Regions from separate parts of the Mus musculus genome. Here all the other regions are linked to region 1. Evidence: chromatin contacts called from public HiChIP or PLAC-seq and promoter capture Hi-C data. All regions are on one chromosome and are shown on one strand. The core of a region is the stretch at or near the end of the contact, and the rest is flanking DNA. Distances in the headings are between cores, read along the strand shown.

The links. Promoter capture Hi-C pulls out the DNA fragments that hold promoters and counts their contacts. HiChIP or PLAC-seq counts read pairs in DNA pulled down with a chosen protein or histone mark. Capture Hi-C pulls out chosen DNA fragments and counts their contacts.
Region 2: a contact with region 1 is called in a promoter capture Hi-C map of liver, with 3 times the contacts expected there. The contact joins the promoter of 4930456A14Rik here to the promoter of Sephs2 in region 1. A contact is called at or near these places in 1 of 39 promoter capture datasets (pre-B cells), 1 of 115 datasets of contacts at active chromatin or transcription factors (pancreatic cancer cells) and 1 of 9 other capture datasets (liver).
Region 3: a contact with region 1 is called in an H3K27ac HiChIP or PLAC-seq map of microglia, with 7 times the contacts expected there. The contact joins the promoter of Vkorc1 here to the promoter of Sephs2 in region 1. A contact is called at or near these places in 1 of 39 promoter capture datasets (liver), 2 of 115 datasets of contacts at active chromatin or transcription factors (extraembryonic endoderm stem cells and microglia) and 1 of 9 other capture datasets (macrophages).
Region 4: a contact with region 1 is called in a promoter capture Hi-C map of hematopoietic stem and progenitor cells, with 2.4 times the contacts expected there. The contact joins the promoter of Zfp646 here to the promoter of Sephs2 in region 1. A contact is called at or near these places in 9 of 39 promoter capture datasets (3T3-L1-derived adipocytes, cranial neural crest, embryonic stem cells and 5 more), 6 of 115 datasets of contacts at active chromatin or transcription factors (the SCID.adh cell line, acute myeloid leukemia, bone marrow-derived macrophages and 3 more) and 3 of 9 other capture datasets (liver, macrophages and pancreatic islet).
Region 5: a contact with region 1 is called in a promoter capture Hi-C map of liver, with 2.5 times the contacts expected there. The contact joins the promoter of Sult1a1 here to the promoter of Sephs2 in region 1. A contact is called at or near these places in 5 of 39 promoter capture datasets (hippocampal neurons, liver, neutrophils and 1 more), 1 of 484 Hi-C or Micro-C datasets (liver) and 1 of 9 other capture datasets (macrophages).
Region 6: a contact with region 1 is called in a promoter capture Hi-C map of fetal liver, with 4 times the contacts expected there. The contact joins the promoter of Stx4a here to the promoter of Sephs2 in region 1. A contact is called at or near these places in 5 of 39 promoter capture datasets (the C10 cell line, cranial neural crest, fetal liver and 2 more), 3 of 115 datasets of contacts at active chromatin or transcription factors (bone marrow-derived macrophages, double positive thymocytes and microglia) and 1 of 9 other capture datasets (adipose tissue).
Region 7: a promoter capture Hi-C map of liver shows a contact between it and region 1, with 2.9 times the contacts expected there. The contact joins the promoter of Coro1a here to the promoter of Sephs2 in region 1. A contact is called at or near these places in 4 of 39 promoter capture datasets (hippocampal neurons, liver, neutrophils and 1 more), 4 of 115 datasets of contacts at active chromatin or transcription factors (astrocytes, bone marrow-derived macrophages, double positive thymocytes and 1 more) and 2 of 9 other capture datasets (adipose tissue and liver).

What each region holds. Positions count from the first base shown.
Region 1 is chr7:127,272,740-127,275,487 of GRCm38.p6, forward strand. Sephs2 (selenophosphate synthetase 2) reads right to left here and starts at 1,320. Exons shown (of 1, transcript NM_009266.3): 1 at 1-1,320. The coding sequence starts at 1,180.
Region 2 is chr7:126,501,090-126,503,837 of GRCm38.p6, forward strand. 4930456A14Rik (a long non-coding RNA gene) reads left to right here and starts at 1,345. Exons shown (of 3, transcript XR_869939.3): 1 at 1,345-1,510. Atxn2l (ataxin 2-like) reads right to left here and starts at 2,348. Exons shown (of 22, transcript NM_001361487.1): 1 at 1,811-2,348; 2 at 333-369; 3 at 167-223; 4 at 14-85. The coding sequence starts at 2,103.
Region 3 is chr7:127,894,271-127,897,018 of GRCm38.p6, forward strand. It overlaps Vkorc1 (vitamin K epoxide reductase complex, subunit 1), which reads right to left and starts at 1,347. Exons shown (of 3, transcript NM_178600.2): 1 at 1,139-1,347; 2 at 235-344. The coding sequence starts at 1,311.
Region 4 is chr7:127,876,312-127,879,059 of GRCm38.p6, forward strand. Zfp646 (zinc finger protein 646) reads left to right here and starts at 1,390. Exons shown (of 3, transcript NM_172749.4): 1 at 1,390-1,796; 2 at 2,259-2,748. The coding sequence starts at 2,342. Zfp668 (zinc finger protein 668) reads right to left here and starts at 525. Exons shown (of 3, transcript NM_146259.4): 1 at 1-525.
Region 5 is chr7:126,675,065-126,677,812 of GRCm38.p6, forward strand. Sult1a1 (sulfotransferase family 1A, phenol-preferring, member 1) reads right to left here and starts at 1,354. Exons shown (of 8, transcript NM_133670.2): 1 at 1,238-1,354; 2 at 380-519; 3 at 164-289; 4 at 1-82. The coding sequence starts at 1,254.
Region 6 is chr7:127,840,388-127,843,135 of GRCm38.p6, forward strand. It overlaps Stx4a (syntaxin 4A (placental)), which reads left to right and starts at 1,421. Exons shown (of 11, transcript NM_009294.3): 1 at 1,421-1,681; 2 at 1,877-1,978; 3 at 2,058-2,157; 4 at 2,297-2,371. The coding sequence starts at 1,652.
Region 7 is chr7:126,703,438-126,706,185 of GRCm38.p6, forward strand. It overlaps Coro1a (coronin, actin binding protein 1A), which reads right to left and starts at 1,379. Exons shown (of 11, transcript NM_009898.3): 1 at 1,215-1,379.

The DNA.
Region 1 (2,748 bases), core at 70-2,569:
TGATTTCCGAACAAAAGCGGGCCGCCTGCTCTCTTGGCAGACAAATCAGTAATCCCCCAGAGGTTTCAGCTGACGTTCCTTGGAGGAGGCCAAAGCGCCCACTGGCTTTGCTGATCGCAGCCATCTTGGCAATTATTGGCAGATTATGTATGACAAAGGACACTTCATTTTTTTGCTGTTTTGCCAGGTTCTGAGAGTGTCCTAATATGCCAAAGCCTGTGATATCCGTGGCTGCGTGGGCATTAAAAGTGTGCATCAAGCCAGCAGCAGTCCTGTTTAGAGTAGCCATATTGAACATAGCTTCCTGATAGGCTAACTCTACTTCCTCTCTGGAAACCACCATCTTGATTTTATTCCATTTCTCAGGATTATCCAGCCATTGGTGGGCATTGGCAGCAACCTGGGTTCCTAAAGGTTTGGTTAATACCAGCACATCTCCTACCACGGCACTATCAGGCATTATGAATTCATTTTGCTGACACACCACCGTGGCAACGCCACCGATGATAATCCACGGGTTGACCACTGTCTGTCCACCGGTCACTGCAGTGCCTCCCTCCTCCGCAGCGTCACGAAAGCCTTTGATCATGAGCGGTGTCACCTTCTCTCGTTCCTTTTCACTCATGCTCTGGCTCACACTGAGTAACATCAACATGTTGTCACACTCAGTGATACCCATGGCATAGAGGTCACTGAGCACATTGGCACAAGCTATGCGCCCCATCATATAGGGATCTTCCACCAAGGGGTAAAAGAAGTCGGTGGTCTGCACCAGCGACAGGCCTCCGTGCCTCAGGGGGATGACGCAGGAGTCCATGCCAATGCTCAGCGAGGGGAAGGCTGAGCCGGGGCCGGGCCTGGTGGACAGGCCCCCTTCCTGCACCGTCTCTTCCTGGCCCCCGACCAGACCCGAGGTAAGCGGGGGCTGCAGCGCGGGCCGCGTCAGTCCCTCCAGGAGTTTGAGCAGGGTCTCCTGGGGGACCTTGCAGCCTCAGCCCTTCATGCCGGAGAAGCTCGTCAGCCGCCAGCTCGGGCTGAAGCCCAGTGTCTGGGGCTCGAACGGCCGGTAGTTGGAGAAACTCCGGCCGGCAGACCAGCCCGCCGGGCCCAAGGAACCTTCTGCGGCCACTAGCGCCGCCATGGTTTCTCCGCTGGCGCCCGCCGCCGCCGCTTCCGCCATCGCGCCGCTCGCCCGGGAGGCCGTGCGGACCAGAAGGCCCAGATACCTGCAGATGAGTCTCCCAGCCACAGCGGGCCAAGGTTACGCCAGGAGATGATCAACCACGCGAGCCGGACCGGAGGACTCGAGCCACGCTGCCTGTCGGAGCGCCGCGCGGCCTCTATTTATATACAGCGTGATTGACAGCTGCTCTATCCAATGACGATTCCCGTACCGAGAGGCGGGCTTCCTTTACTCAAAAAGGTGTATTACAAATTAACCGTCTGCTTGCACAACCGGTCCCCGCGAGATCATCACGTGAACCCCTTGTAACCGGCCTGGAACGCAGATCAGGATGGACTCGAACTCGAGTCCATCGATCTGTCTCAGCTTTCCAAGTGCTGTTATTACAGGTGGGAGCCACGTTACCCGTGCGTGTCTTGTCCCCTCCGCCCCCCTCCGCCCTGGGAACCTGGTCTTGGAGTTGGCTGGCAGAAGTCTGCTGTTTTTGGAATCATTTTACCAAAGAATAAATTACTTACGGAAGGAAGCTCTGGCACTGGGCTAGCCCCAAGGTCAGAACAGTCCTAGGGTCATTTGACAGGACACAAAGCTAATCTAGGCTAAGAAAATACTTTAAGGGGAGGTTTAGGGGAAGAAAGGGGACATCACAAAGTAAATACTATGATTGCATAAGCAAATTGCACAATTGATGTTGTGAAGTTTCACATGGACTTAAAAATTCTGCACAGGTTTGGGTACTGTTTTGGCCATTATCTGGCAGCAGTGAGTTGCATCTTCAGTGCAAGCTAATTTATTATTTATTTATGGCTACTCTGTGCTAAGATGTCTCTATTTCTTGAAGTTAATATATGTGAGAATTCAGATCCAGGCAGGGGGGTTTGCCAATGTCTACTGAAATTATAAATGCTAAACTCATAGTAGTGGCTTTATGCCTGTAATTCCACCATTTGAGAGACTGAGACTGTTAATTCCAGGCCAGCCTGTACTACATAGTACTACATAGTGAGTTCCAGGCCAGCCTGTTCTACAGCTTGCAACCCTAAACCAAATAAATGAATAGGTTTTTCCACTGTGTGATCCCAGTACTTGGAAAACTGTGGTAAGAAGACAATGATGTCCATTCTAGCCTGGGCTCCACAGTGAGATCTTGTCTCAAAAAGCCTAAAATAGGTGCTGGAGAGGTAGGTAGGTGGTTAAGAGCGCCTGCTGTTCTTGCAAAGGACCTGGGTTCAGTTCCTGGAACTTACATGGTGGCTATCATCCGTAATTCCAGTTTCCAGGGGACCTGATGTCCCTCTTCTGGCTTCTGAGAGCACCAGGAACACACAGTTCCCTGTCAAACATATAGCCAAAACACTCCTACACATACAAAATAAAAGTAAATGAATCTTTGTATTATTGCTGTCTTTGATGGTGCGTGTGGCTTTCCGGGGATGACTGTGTAGCTTGGCTCTCCCCAACCTTTACATGGATTCGTGGAATCTAAGTGAAGTTGTCAAGATTTTCACAACTGGATGGTGTGGCAAATGACTTTAGCCCCAGCACTTGGGAGACAAAGGCAGGAG
Region 2 (2,748 bases), core at 95-2,594, 770 kb before region 1:
TGAGTACACTGACCTTTGAGCTCAGAGTCTTGAAAATGCCCTCGTAAGTGGTGCCATTTTTCACCTTTACGTCACAAGTAGAACCCTAGCAAGGTGAACCATTTAGTCATTTTAAGAAACTGAAACAGCATATTCCTCAGACACCCAGGTTAAAGCTGTTACTTACCACTACAGCTGTCAGGAAATGCAGCATCCTGGAATTGTTATAGACACCTTCAAACACCTGTCACACGAGAAAAAAGTAAAGGGCAGCAGGTGAATACTCTCTTCTCAGATTGTCCCACACTGTCTGTCTTCCGAGTGTCTTTACAGGAGGAAAAGAAGGCACTCACGGGTGACTGTGGGGGTCCCTTTCCGGTGGTCTGTCCCCTATTAAAAAAGAAAGAGAGAAATAGTTTTAATTAGTAGTGAACCCTAGACCAATGTACCAGGTCAACTTGCTGATTTAGGCTATAGACTGATTAACAAGCAAGACTTTTCAAGTTCTCACATTAAAGAAGAAAGTAGGCATTAACTGCTAAAACATTTTCTCCGAATTCAAGATTTTAAAAAAGTCAACAAAATATTCAATAAACAATAGCTGTCAAATGTTCCTAACAGTCAGTGCAATACAACCTGACTTCCTCTAAGGGACAGTCCTTCACTCTTCCGATAAACCACTGCTATAGTATTAAACCAACAGCACACTTCAGCTGTGAAGGCGAAAGCCCGGGCATCCCAAACGCAGCACCTCTGAGCTTAGACACATTACCTCCCAAAGGAAAAAAAGCTTTCAGGAGCCTTGGATTCCAAATCCCAGGAGAAGTATATTCTCCACACCCCACCCTTTCGCCCTCATTATTTTCATTCAGCCTGTTACCCACTCTGAAGGGATCCCCAAACGCCAGGTAACACAGCTCCTCGACGGCTGATGTAACCGGCAGTTGAGGAGGGCGAGGAGGGGGCCGTTGGCTGGGCTGGGGGACCGCGCAGCCGCAAAAACCATCCACCGGGATGCCTCGCCCGGTCTGCGCCTGCGCACTACAGCCCATCGCGCTCCACCACCCGCTCTAGAACAGAAGCCACTGCGCCTGCGTCCAGTGCCTCTTTCTATCGCATTGACACACCGAGAAAAACCGAGGGCACCCACTCCCCACTCACCGACACCAAACGCCCCTAAACCCTCCAAATAACCCCTCCCTCCTCCGCCTCTGCTCTACGTGTTACCGGGGCAAGCCAATGCCCGAGTCATAAGACAGCATCCGCGCGCACGTACGCCCGGGGAGCGCGCGCGCAGGAGCTTCCCAGCCCGCAGTCTTCCCAGTAGCCGCTGCTTCCGCGCCCCCGCCCACCCCGTCCCCCTCTCACTGGCTACACCGGGAAGAGGAGGGAACAATCCGCTCCCAAGTCCCTCCCTCCCCATTGGCCAAACTGTGGGCCGCGCGCCCCCCCCCCATTGGCTACAGTCGGGGACCCCTTCATGCAGCTGACTCCCCATTGGCTGAAGCCGGGGACCGCGAGATCCTTCGTGGTAATGGAGCTAGGGACCCCATCACCTCCTCAACCCCCCCAACACCCTTTGCCGACGGAGCTGGCGGGATGCGCCCCGCCTCCCCTCAGGGCCCAGACCCCCAAGAGGTGACTAGGCCCAGAGAGCCGAGCGCTGCCCCCAGGCTCCTGGAGACCTCCCGGAGAGCTTTCTCTCCGACCTGTTGGCACGAGGGTCCACCCCCTCCTTCACGGGGTCCTGGGCCCCCAAGAGCCCCCTCAACAGCTCCAAGCCGGGGCGCTGCCTCCCGGGCTCTCCCTAGCCAGGAAGCCCCGTCCTCACCTGACGCTGCCGATAGCCACTGCCCCTGGCCTTTCTTGATGCTGCGGCGGCGCTGACGCCGCTAAGATGCTTTCGGCTCCGCGGCGAAGTCCGCTGCCGGCAGCGGCTGCAGGCCCCAGGCACGGAGAGACCGCTGCGGGAGGCCCCGGGGGAGCCGCGGTGGCGGTCAGCGGTCCCGGGAGGCCGCCGTTGGGAGGGCTGGTCCCGCCGGGAGACCGGCGAGCCACGGCCTGTTGCGTGGGGGGCGGCTGCTGGGGTTGGGAGGTCTGTTGTGGCGGCTGAGGCTTCAACATGATGGCAGCGTCCGGAAGAGAAATAAGAGGGAAGGGAAAGAGGGCCTGGGGCCGGGCCCCTGCTGGAGAGCGCGGGAAGCGAAAGAGATCGCCAAGCAGGGGACCCGCCGTTGGCGGGCGGGGGGAGCCCCGCGGTGTCAGGGGTGGATCGAGAAGACGGCGGCGCGAGGAAGCGCCGCGAGGCGGAAGGGGAGGGGGGATCTCGCGGGCCGGTGGACAGCGAGAGGGCGCGAGCCGGCCTGGCGCGCGTGCGCGTCGCTGGAGAAGGAGAGGGAGGAGCGCGGGCGGAAGCGCCGGCGGGGGAGGGGCGCGGGGAGCGCCGCCAGGCGGTTAGTTCCGGAACAGAGGAGAGGCTCGAGCCGTGGCTCCGACCGGCCTAGCCCCTGGGGCGGAAAAGGAGCCGCGCAGGCGCTTAGCGCACCTCTAGGTTCTGAGCCACCTTAAATGCTGGCGGCCGCGGTTGCTTCACAACGAGGGTGGGCGGGGCCAAAGCCGGGAAGGGGAAGTGCCGGCGGACCCGCCCCTCCCACGCCGCCAGCGTAACGTCAGAAAGTCTCCGCGGTGGTGTGAGGTGTCACGTCGTAGCGTGAGGTTCTTCCGCCACTGGGTGACCGGTGGGCGGAGTCTCGGGAGCAAGAGAAAAAA
Region 3 (2,748 bases), core at 97-2,596, 620 kb after region 1:
GCCATAAAACTGAGATTGTGAGAAATCTTTGAGGGCCCTCAGCCTCTGGCTACCTAAACCAAGTAGGATAAGCCTCCTGCTAAGTGTTCTGCTTTCTTGACTCCTTGTGATGAGATTGCTCAGTAATTAGCAGCTGGGTGTCAATTGTCTGGGTCACCGACACGACACGACACGAGGTGGGGCTGCTCTGGATTTCAGAAGACAGGTCATGAAGGGGCAAAGCCACTCACTCACCTAACAACAGCTGTAAGGTGTAGAACAGGCAACCAAATATGCTGTTGGATTGGTTGAGGACGCTGTCCGCTCCTAGCATGTGCTCCACCAGCCCAAAGCCCCGGCCCCACCTGGTGGAAGTGAAAGAAGCAGGTAAGTGGGGTAGGCCAAGTGCCTCTTGAGCTTTTTTGTAGAACAGTGATTAGCAAGAAGCTCCACCTACTAAGAGTCCAAAGGGCATTGACCTGGCATGTCCTGGGGCTCTTAGTGGCCTGTCATCACAGACTATCAATAATTTTTCAGGAGTTGGTGAGATGGCTCAGGAAAAACAAGTATCAGCTGCCAGGCCTGTCAACTGGATCGAATCCCCCCGCAGCCCACAAAGAAGGAGAGACTCAACTCCCGAACGTTATTCTCTTGACTTCCACATGCATGTAGTGGCATGCATGTGCCACCTCACAAACAAATAAATGAAAGGTTAAAAGTTTTTCCCAGCTTGATTTCGCTTTACGGTGATCACAACTGGGAAATCTATTTGCTTGGGCCTACAAAGCTACAGTTCCCTCACCACCCACTAACATTTGGTCCTCCAACCCGGACAGAGTGAGCCACTTTGTCCCCTCAGCACAGCCAATAGTCCACCCCCTCCTCCCGCTTTGTATCATCTCAAGTTTCCTCAGTCTCTATGCAATATACTGCCCTGCCTCCTCCAGTCTTCCCATCATTGGTATTTACAGTATCCTCAGAAAGCGTTCAAGCACCAGTATCTCTGTGAGGTCCAGTGTGCACGTCCGATTACCCACCAAAACCCATGGAGCCAGGCCGCTCTCAAAGTGTCCTTTCTGTGGACACTGCGACCCCAGACTCCAAAATTATCTGGTAACCTGGCCTTCAAGAGCCCCATGCTTTCCATGTCTGCACGCACCGAGAGGAGAAGACGCGGGAACAGCTGATGGCCGTGCCCACATCGCAGAGCGCGCGGTAATTTTCATCGCGGGCGCGCGCCGCCTTCACGTGCAGTGCGTACAGTGAGAGGGCTAAGCCAGCGAGGCACAGTGCAAGCCGCACGAGTCCAGGGCTCCTCCAGGTGGTGCCCATGTCGACAGTACAGCCCAGGGACAGGAGGGAAGAATCGCCACGGGGCAGGGCGGGGCCTGCTGTCACCACGCCCCTCCTACCGGAAGATTGGTCGGCCTCCGCTGGCGTTCTCCAATTCAATTGGTTATTCTTAGGCATGACAGCTAGGAATGCTGGGCTGGTAAACAGGATTTAGGAATGTGGGTAATCATTGATAACGCAGCTGCCGGGCATGATGGGAATTGTAGTTGGAGAGGCTGCAAGACATTAAGGGAAATTTGAGTATGTAGTGCTGTAAAGCTACTTTGTTTTGTTTTGTTTGGTTTTTCAAGGACAGGGTTTCTCTGTGCAGCCCTGGCTGTCCTGGAACTCACTCTGTAGACCAGGTTGGCCTCTAACTCAGAAATCTGCCTGCCTCTGCCTCCCAAGTGCTGGGATTTAAAGGCGTGTGCCACCATGCCCGGCTCTGTAAAGCTACTATTAACAGGACGGTAACACACACACACACACACACACACACAAACACAAACACACTGTCGCTATCTTCAGACACACCAGAAGAGGGCATTGGGTCCGGTTACATATGATTGTGAGCCACCGTGTGTGGTTGCTGAGAATTGAACTCAAGGACCTCTGGAAGTTCAGTCAGTGCTCTTAACTGCTAAACCATCTCCCGTTTAGCTCATTTGGGGGGGGGGGGGAGGTGAGACAGGGTTTCTCTGTGTAGCCCTGGTTGTCCTGGAACTCACTCTGTAGAAGACCAGGTTGGCCTCGAACTCAGAAATCCTCCTGCCTCTGCCTCCCGAGTGCTGGGATTAAAGGCATGCGCCACCACGCCCGGCTTAGCACATTTTTTATGACAAGTTCTGTCTATGCATCTGGTATGTCTAGAACCTACGGGTCAATAGACGAATGGAATTCCGCGAAAGCAGGGATACGACTCTGGAAGCATTTTCCCCGAAATTATTTCAGATACCATTTGTCTACAACCTGTCTTTCAAGATCACCGCCAGCCATCCCTCGTGTCTCACTAGCGCCCCTTGTGGGCAGAGGCACCCTCCCTCTCACAATAAATTCCTTTATCTAGGCCATACTTTCCTGTGATTTCCCAGACCTCTGTACCACTGTGGCGCACTCTTGGCAAAACCTGAGCCTGGATCAACCCAACAATCCCTCTTATATTATCTCCCCTTTACAAATATCCCCCCCTCCCCACTGAGGACCTGTCAGTTCTGTACTGTCTGCCTTTCCACCCTTCCCATTTGCCTGGAGTTTCTTCACCAGCTCCCTCTCCAGTTGTCTTTAATCTAATCCCTTCACAGCCAAGTTTTGGGAAGATTTTACATTCCCAGTCTTCCTTACGTCTTACTGATGCTCACATGACAAACTAGCTGCCCTTGAGCATGTCCTTGACACCTAGTTGCAAGCATGACTTGAACATTGAGTCTAATGTTTATT
Region 4 (2,748 bases), core at 140-2,639, 600 kb after region 1:
CGGACACCCGCCAAGTCGCCGGAAGCGTCTGCAGGAGCTAGGAGGTGGGACGATGCGGAGAGGGCGCTCGGGCTTTGTGGTGCCCGCGTCCACGTCGAGTCCACATTTCCTCTAACAGCGAGGAAAGGACTCAGCGAGGATCCCTCCACGCCAGCCCTGGGAAGAAGCTTTTATGGAACCTCGTGAAAAGTGTCACCAAAGCGCCGTAGCCGGGGCTGCAGGGTCTTTCCTGTGACCGTACTGCCCGAATAAGCACGCGAAGGGTTTCAGCAGCTCTGGACGGAAGTGTGGCTTAAATCCATCCGAACGCCGCGCCGACCTGCGTGGGCGGAGCCAGAGCTGCGCCCGCAGCGGAGCGTGGGGGCTCACGCTGCCTGGGAGCTCCAGCATTCTGGAAATTGAGGCAGGAGGATTGCTCCGAGCTCGAGGCCGGCCCGGGCTGCAGAGTTAGACCCAGTCTCAAAACAACAAAAAGAAAACAAACAGTCGGGCCCACCCGGAACCTAGCGCCGGAAGCGTGTCCGTGCGGAAACACTGCCCGCGGGAGGGACAGGAAGTGTTCCCAGGCGGAAGTTTCGCGGGGAAGCATTAGCATCTAGGACACTTCCTGGTTCCTGGTAACAATAGGAAGTGTCCGCGGAACTGGGCTAGACTCTGGGTTCATACCAGCTGTCCCTGCTCCCTCTACCTCCTCCTCTCTCCCGCACCTTTCCCTCAGCTACCACTCCCGGGTACCCTGGCTGAGTGTGCGTGTGTATGGGCTCGAGAACTCTCGCACCAGCCACCACTTATGGCTCGCGGCTGCAGTTAGGGTAAGGGTCCCAGTGCGCAGGCGCGCTCCCGTTCACGACCTCCAACGGACGCGCCGGCGGCGGGAACCAGAAGGCACTCCTGGTGCGAGGTAGGGATCTAGAGAAGAAATTGGCAGAAAAGACGAGTGACTCTACAGGAATGTGATGGTGGTTGGTTAGGAAAAGGGGACTCGAGTGAAGGAGTTTTGAGAAGTGAGAATTCTGGGACCAGGCTCAGCTGGTGAGATTAGAAATAGTTGTGCTAGGGTCCCAGGAGACTAGTCAGCCCCGGAGAAAGGCCAGATGATGTGGCAGAAATGAATAGCTGCTGCTGGTTTTGGAATGAAGGTTGCCTCTTGAAGTGAGTTTATGTAAAAAAACGAGGTAACACGGCTTTGGATTTAGTGGTGTAAATGTACTTACAAGCTTATCATAGTGTCGCATGATTCTAGTCCCAGTTTGGGAAGCGAGGGCTACATAGTAAGACCCTGTCTGAAATGCCACCCACCCACCCCAAATACACTTGTGTAACAGCAGTGCTTGGCCCATGGTACTGTCCAGCCTGAGTTGCTATCATAATTTAGAGAAAAAGTAGAAGAGGGAATGAAAAGTGTTGGAGACAGCAAGGTAAGGTAGGTAGGGGATAGAAAAGGCAGAGAATAAAATGAACTTTCAACCTGAAATGGAATGGGATTAAATGTACTTAAAGGAAGTAAAACTAACGCCTAACAGGGAAACAGTGTGATGCTGAAAAGGCCAGGTTCATCCCTAAGAGGGCCTCTACCTTCTACAACACATAGGTGACCACTGAAGCCAGGTTCGTCCCTAAGAGGGCCTCTACCTTCTACAACACATAGGTGACCACTGAAGAAAGCAGCTGCTCTGCCATTCTTTTCAGACCACTCGGTTTAGCTGAAGAGTGAAGAAAGAAAGGTTGCACGTCTGTGTAAGGCCTGCCCAACAGTCGTGGCTGTCTCCTTCAATCTCAACTCTCAGGAGTCTGAGGTAGGAAAATTCATAAGTGTGAAACTAGTTTGGGCGACTGAGGGAATCCCAGAGCAGCTTGAACTTTACAGTGAGCTGAGACCATATCTCAAAAGCAAATAGTTCTGGTTCGTTGTTACAAAAACAAACACACACCTCATAGATTTTTGTTAGGTTGTCAGAATGATAGAGTGCACAGTCTGAAGATCAATAAGATCCATTATATATAACCTAAAAAACAAAATCAGTCTGTCTAGGCTCCAGATTTTATTTTCCTTATTTCTCTCAGGCTCTAGAGATGACTTAAACCTGGGGGAACATTTCTAGGAGTTTGTGCATAGCGAGGCTTTCTGAACCTCCAGACCTAAGAGAGAGCGGGTCCCTTGGCATGGATGTTTGGGGAACCTCTTTGCGACTTGCTTTAGTAACCAAGAAACAAAACTGACTCGATCCTTCCTTCTGACTACTGTCCCCCCTTTCTAGGCCTCAGCCCTTCTGCAGAGAGAATGCTGCTGCCACCTGTCTGTCCCTCCTGAGCCTCCAGGGGTTTTCTACCGCTTTGCCTCATGGAGGACATGCCCCTCTCATTCAGTTGCTCTGACTGTCAGCGCCACTTTCCTAACCTCCCAGAACTGGCACGGCATCGAGAACTGCGCCATTCATCTGCTAAGCAGGACGGGGAGGAAGCCGATGGCATCCCTCACCCCTATGGCAGTCACCCGGAGAACTTGGCCAACCATCAGAGGAACCATGAGACTCTTTTTTTCCCCTGTACCACCTGTGGCAAGGATTTTTCTAATCGCTTGGCCCTCCAGAGCCATATGAGGACTCATGCTCCTGAGAGCCACCGAAGGCACGGGCCTCCACATGCCATGGAAACCGCTCCACACCTTGGGAGTGAGACCATGGCTACTGACTCCTGGGGTCAGAGGCTTGGATCTGGGGAAGGCTGGGAAAATCAGACGAAGTTGGT
Region 5 (2,748 bases), core at 104-2,603, 600 kb before region 1:
AGCAGACTCTGAGGGAGTAAGGACAAGGGCAGATGTGTCTTAATGATCCGTGGGGCTGGTGTCTCTTTCAGAGTTTCAAGACCTAAGTTGAACAAGGAACTTTGTTAAACTGGGGCCCGGTCCTACCTTTTTCCACTTGTCTCTAGCACCCCCATGCACATACCTGGGGGGACCCCTGGGCAGCTGAACTCAAGGAAGGGTATCCGGGCATAGACGGGGGCCCGGCCACACTTATCTAGCTTGCCACCCTGATAGATCATATCCATGATCTCACTCATCCAGGTAGTACCTGGAAAGGGAGGAGCAAGAGGTGAGCGAGGCTCAGAGTCTTGACCTGCTTACCAAAGTGTGTGTGTGGTGGGGACCACTGCTCGCTCACCAGACTTTGGGTACGTGCTGATGAGCACATCATCAGGCCAGGCTGTGAAGTTCTGCAGTTGCTCCATTGTCTCCGCAAAGTATTTGATGAGTGGGATTCCCTTCACAGGCACCAGTGGTTTACGCAAGGGCTCCATGTTGCTGCATTGAGAACAGAGTAAAACCCACTTCTCTAGCAAGTCCACAGTACCATGTGTTAAATGATTTAAGACGGGGATCCTGGGGCTTTGGCAGAGCCCCCCAAAGTGGCAGGTAGATCTGGGATCAAAGGCAAATCTATCTCCACCAAAAGTCACCACTGTGCTATGTCTGATCACCTGTGGAACATTGTTCCATGTCCCTAGTGCCCAAGCATACATAGTCCAGGCATTAAAACACTCTGAGGTAGAATCAGTCCAATGTGTGCTGTTTCCTAGGATATTCCAGCTCATACATGAGAAAACGGCAGGCACCAGCCGAGTCTTCACTACTTCCTAGTGCAGCTTCAGGCCATGGCCTCTCTCTATTTTTTTCCCCTTGAACTTCCTGTTATCTTCAGAAATGCCTCAGCCCATCTAGAACTGATATCCTATTTTGCTCTGAGACAAATATAACCAATTTAGCTATTAAGCTTGTTGCAAGGTAGGGAGAAACTTTCTACTAAAATAAAAAGGATTCTAAAACAAGCCAGAGCGGAGGGGAACTCAGACAAACCACAGTTGCTCTTCTGAGGTGGGGTATGCATGGAGAAAGTAGAGAGGCTAGAGGCCCAGGCAGCAGTCAGGCAGACTAATCAAAGTGTAAGGACTAGCTGGCACTTGAAGAGCAGTGGAACCAGTATCTGGGCAGGACAAGGTGGCCACCCCACTCTGCCACTCACCTGGGGTTCTGAGCCATGCCTCCCTCGGTGCTCAGTGGTAGGGATCTTTGTGTAGGCTTTGCAATGTGGGGAATGCAGAATTGGTCTTTGAGCTGGAGATTTTGTGTCCCAAGTGGGAGGAAGTGGAAACAGTGCTAGGACTGGCTGTTCTCCAGAAACAAAAAGGGGAGGAGGTGGAGTAGGGCAGGGTTCTGTTAACCATACTGTGGACTGTGGGTTTAGCCTGTTCAAAACAAAACAAAACACCAATCAGGCCACAGCATGGACAGTGGGTTTCTTTTGCTCTGCTTCTGACTCCTTCCTAACTTACCTAAACTTAAGGTAGAACAATGGGACTTTTCTAATTAACCCACTCTGGCATAGGGAAGAAAGTAGCCAGATGGGGACACCTGCTGGCTCCAAGCCAGTCTTGAGGACACCTTGGGCTTCGATCAGAGCAACCACAGCGATGCCTGGAACCTCTGACGTCAGGGAAAGTCCAGAATGATGGGAAGGAGCAAGGTCAAGGAACTAGAGGTGCAACAGAGTTGGAGGGGTGTTCATGGGAGTGTGAGTCTAAAGGCCCTGGAAGGTGCCCCTGCCTTCATGGCTCTAGTCTACCTCATCCAATACCACACGTGACTGGTGGAGATCAGTCCCTAGAAAGATTTTCACCCTCTGCAAAGACAAGAGGCTGCAGCTGGGAGAGACACACCTCCAGGAGTGAGGAGTGCCCCCTTGACCTCTGTCTGCTGTTGGAGTGAAGATGCAATATCAAGCTGCACTGGGGCTGCAGAGGCTCCTGTACCACAGCTGTGCACCTCCTGACCCTTACAGAGTTGTCATCTCAGAGGAGAGCTGTGCAAAGCTGGGCATCAGGACAAGACTTCCCATTTCTCTAGAGGAAATTGTGTTTGTTTGAGACTATGTAGACTGATGACAGGACCACTCCGAGGTGTGACTGAGGGGAGGATTTTATTGTAGATGCTAGGGAGAGTTCAGCCATAGTGATCTGGAAGAGTCCAGAGAGAAAGAAGTGGACTGAATATGACCAGAAAACTGGACTTGGCCATGAGAAGTGGGTTTGGGCATGGGATAGCAAGAGATGAAGACAAAGACGAGGACTTGGAGAGTGGGGTTGGGGGATGCGTAGCTGAGATAGCTGGGTTATAGGACAGTGAGAAGCTGGTAGAAAGGGAGCCTCTGGGCCAGGGGAGCGAGAGGAGCCAAGATGCCAGCATGCCTTTTAGTGTGCTAATAGGTACCACAGATCTGTTCCTTCTGCCAGAATAAGGGAATGGCTCCTTTAGTAGAGGAGAACTGCTTCGAGAGATCCTAAAGAATGCTGGCTTTGGAACTGACAGAGACAAGGTCTCATACTGGATCCTAGGCTGACTAGGAATTCACCATGTAATCCAGGGTAGACTTGATCTTGTGGCAATTCTGCTCCAGCATGTCAAGGGCTAAGATTGCAGGTATGAATGTATATATTCATATATTATGTCATCTTTTTTCTTGTGGGTGGGCGTTCG
Region 6 (2,748 bases), core at 171-2,670, 570 kb after region 1:
AATACCCATTTTTAGCTGTTCTGACACCTGCTGAGGGACTTTGGGGGGTGCGGGGGGGGGGGAAGCTTCTATACAATAGAAGTTCCACAGGGCACAGGACTTTGGTCTGTTGGTCCTTGATATGTCGCTAGCCCATATCAGTATCTATTCCCTAGTATGTATGTGTCCAATAAATCTATCAAGTGAATGTATTTCTGGAGGGTCAAAGCTGGGGAAATGAAGTCGGGCAGTGGTGGTGCACGCCTTTAATCCCAGCACTCCGGAGGCAGAGGCAGGCGGATTTCTGAGTTCGAGGCCAGCCTGGTCTACAGAGTGAGTTCCAGGACAGCTAGGGCTACACAGAGAAACCCTGTCTCGAAAAACAAACAAACAAACAAACAAACAAACAAACAAATCTGGGGAAATGGCACCGTGAGAGAAGCGTAAAGAAGATCAGGAAGCCACGGGCTTTAGTTTCAAATACAGGAAAGGCTACTATTCGGATCAAATCTTCTATGCAGGACTGCTATGTGGCAGCTACCGAATTTGGTGTTGGGGATTCCGTTAAAGAAAAGCAAGTCATGCTGAGACGTCAGCTGTAAGGCAGGGCTGCGGAGGTAACAGTACATTTTTCTCAGTCTGAGCTGCTCTGGAATTGTCGTGCTGCTCAGAAGGTAGCGAGCTCAGCGGGACTGCAATGCTCACTCGGGGCATAGGCCGCCCACCTGTCAGAGGCTGTGCCAGGAGGACGCGGGGGAGCAGCGGGGGGAGCGCCACCTTGGCTGAGGTCACTTCCCACCCCCAGATTCTCTGCCTACAAAACCCTGCAATTCCCTGACGCTGGAGACTCGGGTCTTATTATTTCCTGATTTCCAAGGTCTCATGATACTGACAGCCCCAAATGCAAGTCTTCACTTTGCCCACGCCCGAGGACCCAAAATTAAAACAACAAAAAAGTGAATTCTACAGAGCATCCTTAGTAGGTGGCTGAGAGTAGGCAGTGTACCCTTCCCCACCTCGAAGAAGCTGTTGGGGCACAGCTCAGACGCTGGGGTGTCGGGGACGTCGCGAGACTGAAGCCCGAGACGTCGCTGACAGGCCGGAACACATGACTGGCGGTCGGGCGTGCAGCCCGCGGAGCTGGGCCCGGCCTGTCACGTGATGAGGGGGCGCCATGGGGTGATGTGAGATACGAGGCTCTCAGACTGCGTGCAAATGACGCATTCCCAACCCTTTGGGCAACTAGATCTCGGCTCCAATATGAGATGTTCCGGTAGTGGGGGGGGGGGGAGCAGCGGGGCGGGCTCTGGACTCAGGCAGCCTCGCTTCCGTTCGGCTGCCACTGCTTCCGACCTCCGCCTTTCCCTCTAGCGAGGACGAGCCGAGCCCTCGCGCGCATGCTCGGAGTCATCCCCCGAGGGGCGGGGCGGCAGCTGCGGGAGCAGGATGGGGGGAAGAGAAGGGAATTCCAACCTGTAGAACTTTGGGGGTCCTATGATCGGGTTCTTCCCCACGACTGTGGATGGTGAAAGGGGTGGGGCCTTTGGCGGCTCCGGGGTGTACTGGAGTTCGCTGGGTGAGGGAGGGGGTGTCAAGTGTGAGAGAGGTGCAGGACTTCCAAATTTAGAACCTTGAGGCCCTTTGGGCTCGGGTCCAGGGCACTCCGACCACCATGCGCGACAGGACCCACGAGTTGAGGCAGGTGAGAAACCGGGATGGTGAGGACACCCTGGAGTGAGGAGAAGCGGGGCCGGGCGGGCGCGCTGGAGTGAGGACTCCTGGTTTTGGGTCCCGGGCGGGTGGCTGATGGCCAGGAAGGAAAATCCCGGAAGCCCATGGTTCCTGCGGGGCGAGAACCGCAGCGAGCAACTGTCGCCAATGACTCCGGCCCTGGCAGGGGGATAACATCTCAGACGATGAAGATGAGGTTCGAGTCGCGCTGGTGGTGCACTCAGGTGCTGCCCGGTTGGGCAGCCCGGACGACGAGTTCTTCCAGAAGGTAAGGGTCAGGAGAACCGAGGAGTAGGGCGGACTAGAGTGACACTTAAGTCTTCAGCCCTCTTGGTGATCCTTCCTAGGTGCAGACAATTCGGCAGACTATGGCCAAACTGGAGAGTAAAGTCCGGGAGTTGGAGAAACAGCAGGTCACCATCCTGGCCACGCCTCTTCCCGAGGAGAGTAAGCGAAACCTAGGGCTCACGCACGCCAGCCCGGTGGACTATGGGGGATGTAGTTTTATTCAGGTGATGGCCAGGATGGGTTTGGTTTTGGTTTGTGGGAGAGGCTGTGATTTAGAAGTGTTGGCTTTCTCGTTTAGGCATGAAGCAGGGCCTGCAGAACCTGCGAGAGGAGATCAAACAGCTGGGGAGAGAGGTCCGGGCGCAGCTAAAAGGTGAATGAATTTCAAGGGTCTCAGCCATATCTTTCCCTTTGATTCAGCCCAGTTGCTGGTGTATCTAGTTGTTGTATACAGTCAAGTGATAGATCCAGGTCACACAGCAGACTTGGGTCTAGGATCTCTGTCCCATGGCATCAAAGCCATGGTACTTTGCAGAGCACATTATGGCCTCTCAGATTCCTTTATTATTATTTTAAGTTTAAATTCAAAATTACTTACTGCTCTCATCCTTTCAGGCCAGTGTGTATTCTTTGGGCAAGCAGATGAGAGGTTCCTCCACGCTTGTGGGAACCCACTGGTGTAATTCAAAGAAAAACATATCTCAGAAATTCAGAATTCGCCCCCTTCTCCTCTCCCTTCTCTCTTCTCAC
Region 7 (2,748 bases), core at 129-2,628, 570 kb before region 1:
ACTAAGACACAGTGCCTCCTTCCTAGTGGTCCAGACAGTCTGGAGATAGGTTCCCTCCTATCGAACTCTTCTAGATCCCACATCCCTCACACAGAGCTTCCTAAAGGCAGGGCAGGGCTTCTCCCTGGCCTTCCAGCTCAGGGATGGCACACAGAGGGATGCAAGCCAGCTTGCCTAGGAAGGGATGCAGTAGCAGGATGGCTTCCCCAGGTTTCTGGCTACAAGAAGCAGCAATGGCTTGGGTCCCAGCATCTCCCCAGACCTCTGCTCCTAACCTCCGCTCAGAAAAAAAGCAGATGTTCTTCTGAGCCATTTCTGCTTCCGTTAAACTACACTCAGGAGAGGCCCACCCTGACTTCCCTGAGGTCCGCTAAGATGGTTACCCACTGTGGCTAGGCAGCCAGCTAGTGAAGCCCAGGGGCTGCCTCTATCCTGTGCCCAATCCCTCCTCCTTCCTGCTCAGTAAAGGAACCTCGGCTGCGCTGTGGAAGGCATCCTGCCCAGAGCCTCTATCCACCTCCCCAGCCTCACCCATCTGCTCTGCCTTAATGGGGGACTCAGCCCCTTCGTGCTGGGACTCCAGTCCTCGCACACCCCGGTATCACCAAGGAGGCTCCCAGGTCTATTAAAAATAAAAGCAGGTGAAGTGCCTGAGTGAAGTCTCCAAGACAGGAAGGGGACACAAGACCCCAGTGAGCAGTCTGGATTTGGGAGAAGGAAAGCCCAATCCAAGGTAGGGGCGGAAGATGTGCCCCACCCGGCCTCCTCCCCCACCCAGGTACCAAGCCCGGAAACCACGGAAAGGGGAACTTAGTCTTGTTTTGCACTCAACCCCTTCCTGTCTCAAAGCTCAGGGCAGCTACTTGGCTCACCCCACCCTGCATCCCCCACCTTCAGAAGCTCCCTCCCCGGGGCATAGGTTCTGAGCCCAGCTACGGCCGCTCCCAGGAGCCCACCTCCATCTTGGTCACGATGGTCCTTAGCCCTCACCTTGGAGCACTCTGGGACCTACTTGCCCCTTCGAACTCCCTCGTCCTCGATCCTCCTGGCGGGGCTCACAAACCGGCTCTCTGTCCCCAGCCTGGTGGCTCTGACAGCTCGCCCGCCCCCACAGTCCCACAGTCCTGCCCCCACACTGGCGCTGGCCCCACAGGTGGCCCATGGCAGCGTTGCCTGGCCCTTGTGACCAGCCCTCCCCCGGCGCCCAGCCTCACCTGCTGCGGAGAGCTGAGCGTGACCCCTCCCAAGTAGAGGAGGAAGGAGAGAAGGATGGAGGAGCTGCAGGCTGGCCACCGAGGATGCTCTGTCAAGACAATGAATGAGCAGCGGCCGTGCGCCGGCCTCCTCCGGGTGGTAGCGCCCCTTTGGGCGGAGCTCATGGAGGCCCGGCCCTTCGCTCCAGGGCTGCAAGACTGGGACCGCTCCCCATGCTGTCAGCTCCAACCCCCGAACAGATGCTGACGCGAATCAACTCTTCTTTTAATGTCAGAACGCAAAAATATCCCGTTCCTTCATCCCTCCCCCAGCCGCCCGCTGCCTCCTCGAGGTCCTTTCCCTGGCACCGGAGAAAGCTTTAGAACGGCTTCAACCAGCTTGAGAGCCTTCTCTGCTACAGGAGGGACCTCTCCTGTCGTTACCCCAAATGGATTTCTGGGAGGCCTTGGGGGGGTCATTTCTCCTTTCTAGGGATTTAGGGCTTCAGCGGGGACACCCTTGTCCTCTGCTTCGTGGCATTGAGGCCCGGAAGAAGTAAAATAACTGGGCATTATGGAGCACCTGTTCTGTGCTGGGGCTATGGAGGCAAATGAGTAGTGCTCCCCCTCTAGAGAGCTCTCGGGCCATGAGAAGAGGGAGTCGGGAGTCCGTCTGACACAGTTTAAAAGCCACTGAGTACACACAGAAGTCTGATATCACACACAGCTGGGCTGTGGTCCATTCCTGTCCCTTGAGGGGAGTGGGTTGTCACGGTAGCAAGGGCAGAGGAAGAAAGGCCTTTGCTGGAACCATTGTTGTGACTCCTGGCTGTCACTCATTTGAGTGACCTTGGGCAGGTTAATTTAATCTCAGCCCCAGTTTCCTGTCTATAACAGTCTTACCTGCCTTCGTATGGAGATGGTCACTCCAAGGATAGCTGGATTTGCATCTACAGAGTGGCAGGTATTAATTAGTGTTGGGGTCTTACAGTCAGATATGGTGGCCCACACCTGTAAATCCATTACTACGGAGGCAGAGGCAGAAGGGTCAGTGAAACCAAGGCCAGCCTGGTCCACATGTAAGCTCCAGACCAAGGCTACATAGTGAGACCCTGTTTCAAAAACCCAAAAGATGTTGGTTCTTTTCATTATTGCCATTTACCAAAGCTTTGGGCTATCCTGGGAGGAAGAGGAAACACCACAAGTGGCTCTGGAGAAGGGTAGGGGGCTGAGGCGCAGTGTCAGCAAAGCTCAAGGACACAGGTGTGCTGACAGTCATCTGTAGTCAGGAAGCTGAGGCAGGAGGCCAGCCTGGGCTACATAGCAAGACCCAGTCAGAAGAAACTCTTCTTTAAGGTAGAAGTAGTTCGAAAGAACAGAAGGGGCTCCAGTTGTACTGATTAGCCGTGTGATCTTGGCCAAGAGGCCCCACCTCCCTGAACCTCAGTTTCTGTAGGAGAGAAACAAGAAGTCCTGCCCACCTCACAGCTAACGGTGCGGTGCGTAAGGTGTAGTCTGAAGTGTTCTGCAGTTACTCAGTACAGGGTTGGATAGT